Linked DNA regions of Hordeum vulgare: regions 2 and 3 are each linked to region 1. The links are chromatin contacts, called in public Hi-C maps. All regions are on one chromosome and are shown on one strand. The core of a region is the stretch at or near the end of the contact, and the rest is flanking DNA. Distances in the headings are between cores, read along the strand shown. Region 1 holds the start of LOC123396066 (protein ETHYLENE-INSENSITIVE 2). Region 2 holds the start of LOC123397704 (receptor like protein kinase S.2). Region 3 has its middle 5.8 kb from the start of TRNAW-CCA.

The links. A called contact is a pair of places that touch in the nucleus more often than the background predicts.
Region 2: a Hi-C map of leaf shows a contact between it and region 1, with 2.9 times the contacts expected there. The contact joins the promoter of LOC123397704 here to the promoter of LOC123396066 in region 1. A contact is called at or near these places in 2 of 6 Hi-C or Micro-C datasets (leaf and seedling).
Region 3: a contact with region 1 is called in a Hi-C map of leaf, with 3 times the contacts expected there. The contact joins the enhancer-like site here to the promoter of LOC123396066 in region 1. A contact is called at or near these places in 4 of 6 Hi-C or Micro-C datasets (leaf and seedling) and 1 of 1 datasets of contacts at active chromatin or transcription factors (embryo).

Annotation. Positions count from the first base shown.
Region 1 is chr5H:349,098,608-349,101,829 of MorexV3_pseudomolecules_assembly, forward strand. It overlaps LOC123396066 (protein ETHYLENE-INSENSITIVE 2), which reads left to right and starts at 1,654. Exons shown (of 7, transcript XM_045091097.1): 1 at 1,654-2,161; 2 at 2,692-2,778; 3 at 2,947-3,060; 4 at 3,144-3,222. The coding sequence starts at 1,904.
Region 2 is chr5H:349,940,452-349,943,673 of MorexV3_pseudomolecules_assembly, forward strand. It overlaps LOC123397704 (receptor like protein kinase S.2), which reads right to left and starts at 1,602. Exons shown (of 1, transcript XM_045092240.1): 1 at 1-1,602. The coding sequence starts at 1,371.
Region 3 is chr5H:348,507,020-348,510,241 of MorexV3_pseudomolecules_assembly, forward strand. No RefSeq gene overlaps it. Among protein-coding and RNA genes, the nearest start is that of TRNAW-CCA, 5.8 kb to the right of the region's middle. Within about 2 kb of position 1,467, at least 2 of the 3 cell types and tissues checked have open chromatin away from gene starts, as enhancers often do. A contact at or near this core is called in leaf, where this site is marked.

The DNA of each region.
Region 1 (3,222 bases), core at 404-2,903:
ATATCTTGAAGGTGAACCATTACCCATATGGTGATCTTATGTGTGCAACTTTGAAAAAGAAAGCTTCATATACTTGGCAAAGTATTATGGTTGGTTTTGGAACCCTGAAACCTGGCATATACGAAGAGTTGGGATGGGCACAAAATCAATATTTGGGAGGGTGAGTGGATCCCACAGTCTCCATCAAGGAAGGTGATTACAACTCGAGGTAACAACTTCGTGACTCGTGTGAGTGATCTTATAGACCCCGCATCAGGCGATTGGGATGAACTACTAGCGAGGCAAACATTTTGGAGATGGATGCCCAATGGATCCTTGCAACACCCCATCCTTTGCATGAAATGAGAGATTTCCCGACATGCAGTTGTACAAAACCATGGATCTTTTATGGTGCACGTAGCATGTCATCTTGTATGGCAATCCTAGTTTGGCCACGAGTTACAAAATTTGGAGGGACCTTCTACCCAAAGTGATACATGGGACTCAGTTTGAAGCATTTCGTGTCCAACAAAGATAAAAAAATATATTTGGAGGGTGTTTCATAGCACGATCCCCTGCCAATCAGTACTAGCCAACAAGCATCTCAAAAATCAATCCATACTTTCCTACTTGCAAACTAGGTCCTCATACGATCAAGCATCTGTTGCTCGAGTGGAAGCTTGCGTCGAACGTGTGGAAGTTGCTTGGCATCGAGGATATTATCAAAAAGGTGATCGGCGTCGACAAGACTAGTGAGGCTATACTAGAGCACTTTTGTGTACGATGGATCATGAGATTCATATATTAGGTATGCTCAAGTTGAGAGAAACAGTGACGTCCCATTTGTAGTATGAGCGCAGAAAATTGGCCCATGAAGAAGAAACCCAAAGTACATCCCAAATAAATTTCGCGATGAAAGGATTTGCGGCAAATTTCTTATCTCATGCAGTCCGAAACCAATGCGGATAGTGTTTGGTTCGGTGAAGACAAGATACGATTATGTGAAACTAAACATTGATGCTGGGTTGGATATGGATACACTCGAGGGACCGGTTGGCGTAGTGCTCGAGAAATCACAATGGGAAGTTCATTGATGTTGCAAACACAAAATTTGATATATGATTTGATTCTTTCACGATAGAGGCTATATCGGTTTGGCATCAATCTTACGCGTAGAGCGGGATGCAACAAGGCTGAGATCAACTCTTAACATGGAGGTGGTTGAAGCTTTAAAAAACTTCTTCAGTTGTTAGTGCTATTTTTGATGATTGCCATTTCATGACCTTGGATATGTAATCTATAATCATTGTATAACCAGGTAGCTCAGCTAGGATAGCTAAGTTGTCTCCTCCTGAATTATTGACGCATTTTGCCCCTAGGTGCGTTCATCCCAATACTTGTGAAGATGTTATAGTATTCTAACGCATGAATAAAGCAGGAGATGATTGTCAAAAGAACAACAACAGCAGCCACACGGGATCCCTCACATGGCACCAGCAGACACAGCCGAGCCACAGAGAATCCCCTCCAATCTCTCCCCCCATCTTCCCCGACCCCAAGAACCCATCTCCCATCAGTCCACCATCACTCTTCTTCCTTCCCCTTCTTCATCCATGCCCCTGCCCCTGCCCACCCCCTACTCCCTCTCCGCCCTCCCCACCCCGCCCCCCTTCCCTCTCATGCTCCTGCGTCTGCCCCCCTGCCTCCACTCCTCCTCGTCCTGCTCCGCTCCTCGCCTCCTCGTCGCCATTCCTCACGATCCCAGCCCGCGCTCCTAGGCAACCAAGCCCGCGACCCCCGATCCGATCCGCCCTCCCTGCTACGCAGATCGCTGGATGTGCTAGTCTAGTGCGAGTCGGGATCCTGCCTGCTCGCCGCCGTGTCTGGGTTCGTTGCTCGCGCGCTTCTTCTCGCTCCGCCCGCCATGGACGGCGTCCGGAGCTTAGCACAGTCCCTGGGGGCTGACGACGGCGGCCGGAGCAACCTTTTCCGCACCCTTGGCCCGGCGCTCTTCATCTCGATTGGATACATCGACCTCGGCAAGTGGGTCACCACCGTGGACGCCGGCTCTCGCTTCGGCTATGATCTCGTGCTGCTCGTGCTGCTCTTCAACTTCTCCGCCGTCCTCTGCCAGTACCTCTCCATATGCATCGGCATGGTCACTACCCAGAATCTTGCCCAGGTAGCTACCACTCTCCTCACTTCCTTCTTCGTCTCGCTTTGCAAAGTTATTCAAACAGCTCTAGCAAGTTGCCATGGATGACCTAGATACGACTGACAGTCAAAGATACAATAGCTCCCATCTAATCAAAGTTCCTTTTGTTTTTTTAAGACAAAAGGTTCCATTTTCACTACCCGGCCATTCGAAGACACCAAGTTTCTTTACAAACTGAAAGATAAAGCTGGGGTTACCAGTGTATACATGAATAATCAGTGCCCCCCAAACCAGAGAAACACTATCCAGAACTGCATCTAGGCAGCAAACTTGAGCAAAATCACGCCCCCAAAGCCAAAAGGCATTACCCCACAGCTGCACGCAGGCAGCAACCAGCAATCATTTCCCCCCAAAGTTCCTTTTTTTTTTGTTCCCTTTTACCTTTAGAGAATTCAGTTCTTTCTAAATGTTGCCCTTTATTGTTCTGTATCATTCAGCTATACTCATCATAATCGTATTTGATTTTCTTTCTGCGGTACTTTTACATGAACATGAAGATATGCGTTCAGGAGTACAGTCAGCCAATATGCGTCGGCCTTGGTGTTCAGGCATTACTGTCCTTGTTAACTGCAGAGATTACCATGGTATGTCTAGGCACTTTACGCAAATCTATGTTCTGTCACTGCTTCATTCCGGAAATTTTGTTTGCCTGTGTGAGTTGTAGATTCAGATTCATAATCAGAGCATGCGATGTGACAGCTTCCCAGCTTCTGAAATTTTGATGGTCTGAAGGTGATGTTTGGTAATTTCAGATTTCAGGCATTGCAATGGGGTTCAACCTTGTATTCGAATATGATGACCTTGTCACAGGCATATGGTTCGCAAGTTTTGCAGTCAATCTACTACCATATGCGATTTCCCATCTGGTAATTTTAATAAAAACTTTATCTCATACAAGGAACCTTCTCAAATTCTTACGTGCACTTGGCTTCTGCTTCGCCCATTACAGGACAAGAAGATGGCTGGAATATTCAATGCCTGCATAGCAGGTCTCGCACTTGTTTGTTTCGTGCTTGGTTTATTGGTCA
Region 2 (3,222 bases), core at 352-2,851, 840 kb after region 1:
GGCAGAGGTGGCTGTGCTGTTCGTGCCGGCGATTGTTGTCGATGTACCGGAGTCAGAGGAGGATGAGGTGAGAGAGATGTACTTTGGGAGTGCTAAGAAGGACGGAAGCGCCGGGAGGTCGCCGGAGCAGCTGCCGGAGATGTTCTCCACCACCCACTTCATGGTAGGACGAGCCCTCGGGTCATGCAGCGAGCAGAGGAGGCCGAGGTGGATGAACCGGCCCATGTCGAACATGGCGCGCGCGCCTTCCGGCAGCTTGCGGTCACCGGCTTTGAGCAGCTTTCCCTCGTCGGACAGCCGGCGTACCCAATCCAGCATGAAGATTTGGTCGTCTGGGTAGGCCAGATCGACCGCCCGACGTCCGGTGGCCACCTCCAATAGCACAATCCCGAAGCTGAAAACGTCGGACTTGGCCGTGGCCCCGCCCCTGCGCTGGAAACTCTCCGGAGGGAGGTACCCGATGGTGCCGCCGATCCTGCTCGTGTCGATCAGCCGGAACTGGTAGTTGGCTGAGGAAGAAAAGGACGACGTCGACCGAACGGATGGCGGCGACGGCAGCAGCTCGAGCTTTTTCGTGGGCGGCGCGTCCTCCACGGTGTGCTCAAGCCAGCGGGCGAGGCCGAAGTCGCCAAGCCGAGCGTTGTACTCGGAATCAAGCATGACGTTGCTGGTCTTGACGTCCCGGTGGATGATCTGCGTGTCGAGCTGCTCGTGCAGGTAGAGCAGCGCGGCGGCGAGGCCGGCCACGATGCGGCGCCGCCGGTCCCAGCCGAGCGCGGGCGCAGCCGAGGCCGGCGCGAAGAGGAGGCGGTCGAGGCTGCGGTTGGGCATGTAGTCGTACACGAGAAGCAGCTCCTCCTCGTCCCGGACGCACCACCCGCGGAGGCGCACGAGGTTGCGGTGCCGCAGCCGGGCAACCGCGGCCAGCTCCGCCAGGAACGACTTCTCGAAGCGGTCGACGCCGACGCTGGCCACGCACTTGACGGCCACCGTGGTGCCATCGCTTGGCAGCATGGCGCGGTACACCCGGCCGAAACCGCCGCTGCCGAGGACCTCTTGGTCACTGAAGCCGCTGGTCCCGATGTAGAGCTCGGAGTAGCTGAACACCCTGGGCCCCGTCGCGCCTCTGATCTTCCTCGCGCCGACCTCGTACACGCCGTCCATGTCCTCGAAGCTCATCTTCGCGGACCGGGAGTCGTGGCAGCCGCAGCGGAGGCAGGAGAGCGCGCGGCCGACCTTGTCGCGGACGTACGAGCTCAGCTTCTCCCCGGGGCGCCGCCGGGCATCGTCGTCGTCGTGGTCGTCAGCCGAGGCCGCGAGGACCTCGTCCCCGTCCATGGGCAGCACGAAGCACAGCCGGCGGAGCGACATGGACGCGTTGGGCGGGAGATGGTACGTGCGTGTCAGGGGGATGTCAGCCGGGCATAATTAATGGTGCCCGCGAGCGTGCGGCGTTTAAAGTTGCCGGTGGAGGTCTTGATCAGTGGGGAATGGAATGGCGAGTGCGCGCGCGCGCGTGGCCACGGAGCGGTGGGGGGCAGGTGGGATAGGATAGGAAAGGTGACACAAGATGACAAGAGGACTTTGGTTTAGGCGCGGCGATAGGTTTAGTGTGGCGTGCGACGGCTAAGCATAAGGAGTTGGCCTAGGTAGCTCGGGTGGTGGCATGCAGCTCATTCATGGTGGGTGGCTCACTCGGTTGACTTGGATGGCAGGTGGGGGGTGCTCGTTGAAAGGGAGAGGCCGCGCGATCGGAGAATGGTTTTCCGGCCACGTATTTTCACATGGGTTTTGGTGGTGCCGGCCGGTGAGGTCACGGGCCGGCCGGGTGGAACACGACGACACACTTCTCCTACCGTCTCCTGTGGTATGATTGTGTCAAGCCGGTGCTCGCTAGGGGTTTGTTTCAACGCTAGCCATTATTTACGATGTCTCCTATGGTACAATAAGCCGGTTCTAGCAATGCGTTTCAACGTTTGTCATTATTTAATTATTAGAGGTTTTTTTCGTCAAGGCGTGGAAATCGCTCAAATTTACATTCCAGCAACATTGTTAAGGAAATCGTTAACTCGTAGCTGCTCGGTTAGCTGGCGTGTAGGTGATTAATAATCTTAAAGAATTAATCGGACGAACTATAAGTTTATTGGCTACTCGGTGACCCTATAAATAGAGATTAATCGACAAGTTAACTGATTAATCGGATGAATTCTTTAACAGGGTCCAACGGTGAGACAAGCCCTAGTCATTGAGCAAAAATTTCATCTGCTTCCATGTTTTTCGGGGAGCTCCTAATTAGCGTTGCAAGTGTCAATTTCCCTAGCTGACGCCCACGCACCATCACCCCGTCGGCTAGACCATATAAGCGAGCGCTTGGTGGGTTTGCTCCATCGATCACCGGTGGGGGGCTCACTTCAGTCAGTTGTTGATTAAATATGAAAGAAAATGAAAAACTCGTAATTAACAAAAAGAATTGTGAATTTAAAATTTTCACAGATTTTAAAAAAGATCATGATTTTTTTTAAAGTTCACCTAATTTGAAAATTTTCATTGAATTTGAAAAACGTTCATCGAATAGGAAAACAATTCAACAAATTTGAAAAAAAAAATTTACCGAATTAGAAAAAGTTCATCAAAGTTGAAAAAAACCATTGATTTTGAAAAAAGTTTGTCCAGTCTTAAAAAAGTTAATCAAACTTGAAAAGGAATTAACCGATTTTGGAAAAGGTTCACAAAATTTTAAAATAGTTCATCAAATTTGGAAAGAGTTCATTGATTTAAAAGAAAAGCCCGTTGGTTTTAAAACACTCATTTTTTTTAAAAGCCAAAATAAAAAGCTTCATGGATTTTATTAAAAGGCACATTAAAGAAAACAAAAAGGAATGATAGAAAAGAAGAAGCAAAAAAACCAAACTGACATACACAATAAAATGTTGGGCTGTAATATAATTACACAAATCGGGTCATGGCCGGATGGTTAGAGCCAAGTGCTCACAACGAAGTGGTTCCACATCGTCATATTTTAGAAAAAGGTTCATTTATTTTCAGAAAAAAATTCTTCAATCTTGAAAAAATTTCGTTGAAATTTAAAAAAGTTTATCCATATTTAAAAAAAATGTAGATTTTTTAGAAAAAAATCCTCAACGGACGATTGAATGGATCAATCTATTTACGAACGTCACAGACGTCAGTTAACAAAAATACACGTATACTTAAACGTGTGGC
Region 3 (3,222 bases), core at 217-2,716, 590 kb before region 1:
AGCTCGATAGAGAACATGCCGAATTGTGTGTCGGAAAAGATTTCCCAAAGGAAACTACCATGCTGAACACCTCGAACAAGAGGATGTCTCGCCCCCTGAAAGGAAAAAACATAAAAGTAGGTTAAAGGTGCCATAAGACCGAAAAACCAAAAAACCTTAACAAAAACTTCACGTCTGAACTAAATCAAGTTTCTTAGTGCCCATCTGAAAATTGGTTTGTGCTACCGTCGTGTTTTGACATGACACATCCGATCTCAAGATTTCAACTGGGTCATCCTTGGGCTTCAACCTTCATATCCCAAAGGCAAAGTGTTTCTCCAAGGTCAGTTTAGCGAACTAAACTCGAGCGACTTTAGAAAGGGCCCAGGCTATCTGGCTATTGACTACATACTCAAGTCGGGAAAGGAGGAGTAGAAAAAGACTTTGCAACGACCAAGAAGAAAACACTTATGATAAAATGGCTCATATAAATTTAAGAGCCTACGGTTAACATGGGTAAAGGAAGTGATTTTAAAAAACAATGCTCTTATTAAGTTCTAACAAACAACTTTTTTCTTTAACGGAAATATAATGCTTGGTTGAACCACACAGAAATTACAAAATTAAAAAAAGGTTGAGCATGAAAGCTACTTAGTTGGTTAATGTGCTCGGTGTGACGTGGACCGAGCTTGTTGCAGGTCAAGGTCCTACTCCCCAAGCCACTCCCGAGGTGCCCGAACGAAGAGCTCGGCTTGCTGAAGCGGCAACGTAGCACGGTCGATGTGGCGAGGCGAAGCCCCCGGTCCAGCTAACATGACGAAGGTGGTCGCCTGGTGACACCGAAGACCTCGAAGCAGGTTCATGAAGAGATGCGGAAGCCCCCGGTCTAGTCGAGGTGGCGGAGTAGATCGGTAAGGTGGCGCTAGAGCCCCCATGCGAGTCGACATGTCGAAGTAGGTCGGCGTGGTGGATGTCAATTTGAATAAGCACGGTGCGGCTTGATGAAGCAACGACACGCCCAACCCGTGAAACCAAAATTAGAACATGTCAAACAAAAAATAAGAAAGGAACAAAATAAACAAAAGTGAAGTAAAAAATGGAAAATGAGACAATAACATTTTTTGGAATGGAAACATTTTTAACGGGAAAAATCTGAAACAGTTTGTTAAAAATTTCGGAACATTTTTCTAAAATTCCGAAATATTTTTCAATTTTATCATATTCCGGGACATTATTTCAAATTCTGAAACATTTTTTAAAAATCCCGAACATTTTTGAAACATAAACACAAAAAAAGAAACAAAAACAAAAAAAGAAAAAACGGTCCAGGGAATCTTCTAGAAAGTTCCCAAAACCGGAAAAACCGACAAAGAAACTCGAGAAGGTTCCCAAAATCGAAATCGCTGCAACATGTCAATGGGCCGGTCCACTATGTCGCGCGATCATTAGGTCTATGCAAAAGGTCGACAATTTGAGATAGTGCGTCCAATAGGATATTCCCAACGTTTAAGCAGCGAAATGCTATTCGTCGCATTCTGTAGCACGTAGTCTAAGGCTAGGCACATCCCCGAGACCATATTTGCGTTGGCCCAGTACACTTAGCCACCAGTTTTGAAAACATTCTACGAGGTTCCCTGAACGTTTCTTTTTTGCAAACTTATTTTATCCTTTTCAAAATAGGTTCATGTTTGAAAATTGTTTTTTTATTTGAAAAATGATTTTTCTTTTGAAAATAATGTTCTAAATTTCAAATAGTTGCTTCTTTTAAAACACATTCATAACTTCAGAAAATGTTCGGAATTTTTCAAAAATGTTTCGGCTGACCCGTTAACACTTTTACCGATCCCGGATTTGGGAACCTTCTAGAGGTTTTCAGCCGTTTTTTTCGGTTTTGGTAACTTTTTAGAAGATTTCCTGAACCAGTTTTTCTTTTTTTGTTTGTTTTCTTTTTTGTTTCTTTGTTTTGTTTCTATTTTGAAAATATTCTAGATTTTAAAAAATGTTCCAGAATTTGAAAAAATGTTTCGGAATTTGAAAAATAGTTTGGAATATGAAAAAATGTTTCTGAATTTAAAAAAATGTTCTGGAATTTGAAAAAATGTTCCGGAATTTGAAAAAATGTTACGTAGTTTGAAAAAAATTTCCGGAATTTGAAAAAATGCTCTTGTTTTATAATTTTATTTAAAACTACAAAAATGTTCTGGAATTGCCATTTTTTCCATTTTAGTAAATTTGCTCATGTATCTAAAAAATATTTCGAATTTATAAATTTGTTCACATATCTAAAAAATGTTAATATTTCCAACTTTGTTCACAAATTCAGAAAAAGTTCACGTGTTTTTTTTCGTAAATTTTAAAATATTTTGTTATTTCCATATATGACCCTATTTCCCAAATTTGTTCACATATTCTGAAAATGCTATAGTTTTTATATTTTTCTCACAAATTTATAAAATGTTCCATATTTGCAAAATTAGTTTGTAAATTTTAAAAAAATAGAGTTTTGTAAAAATAATTGCAAAATTTGGGCATGACATTTACTAAAAAGTGAACATATGGAGCGCTTGAAATTTGCTAGAACGGAAATGAATCAACATTCCGGCAAAACATGGTCCACTTGAATATAGCAACAATGAACAAGTACAAAAGATGGGGTAAAACACATAATATTATGAACAACCTCTCATGCCTAACCATATTGCAAAATTCCCCCCAAACATTCTTACATGCCCTAGGTCAGCAACCACCCCATCTTCACTAAGTCTCTTAACCCCTAGATGAATTGGTAGATCCTCATACCAAAATTACTGATAAACACTACTACTATCTCCTATCCACATATATTACTTTAGATGGATTGAATAACCTTTGAACAAACTTTATGTGAAAATGTTGCGTCCACGGTAAACAGGGGCGTCCATGACAGGGGGAGGCGTGCGGTGTGGTGCTAGGGTGGGTGAGCGAGGCGATAGGGAGGAGGGGGCGGGGGGCTTACCGGAGAGGGAGGGGAGGTGGTCGAACAACATCGCGTGGAGGTGGCCCGACGACGCTTGGAGGGGGCGGCGACGTGTGGAGGTGGCACGACAGCGCTTGAAGGGGGTCAGCAGCGGAGAGGGAAGAAGTAGTGTGCTGGATCACGGGCGAGAGGGACGAAGGGCCGATCGAACGGAGAGGGAAGGAGTGGGGGAGAGGGGATCGAGTTAGCAGGTTAACTAAATCTAGCAGTAGCGCTGGATCCGCACC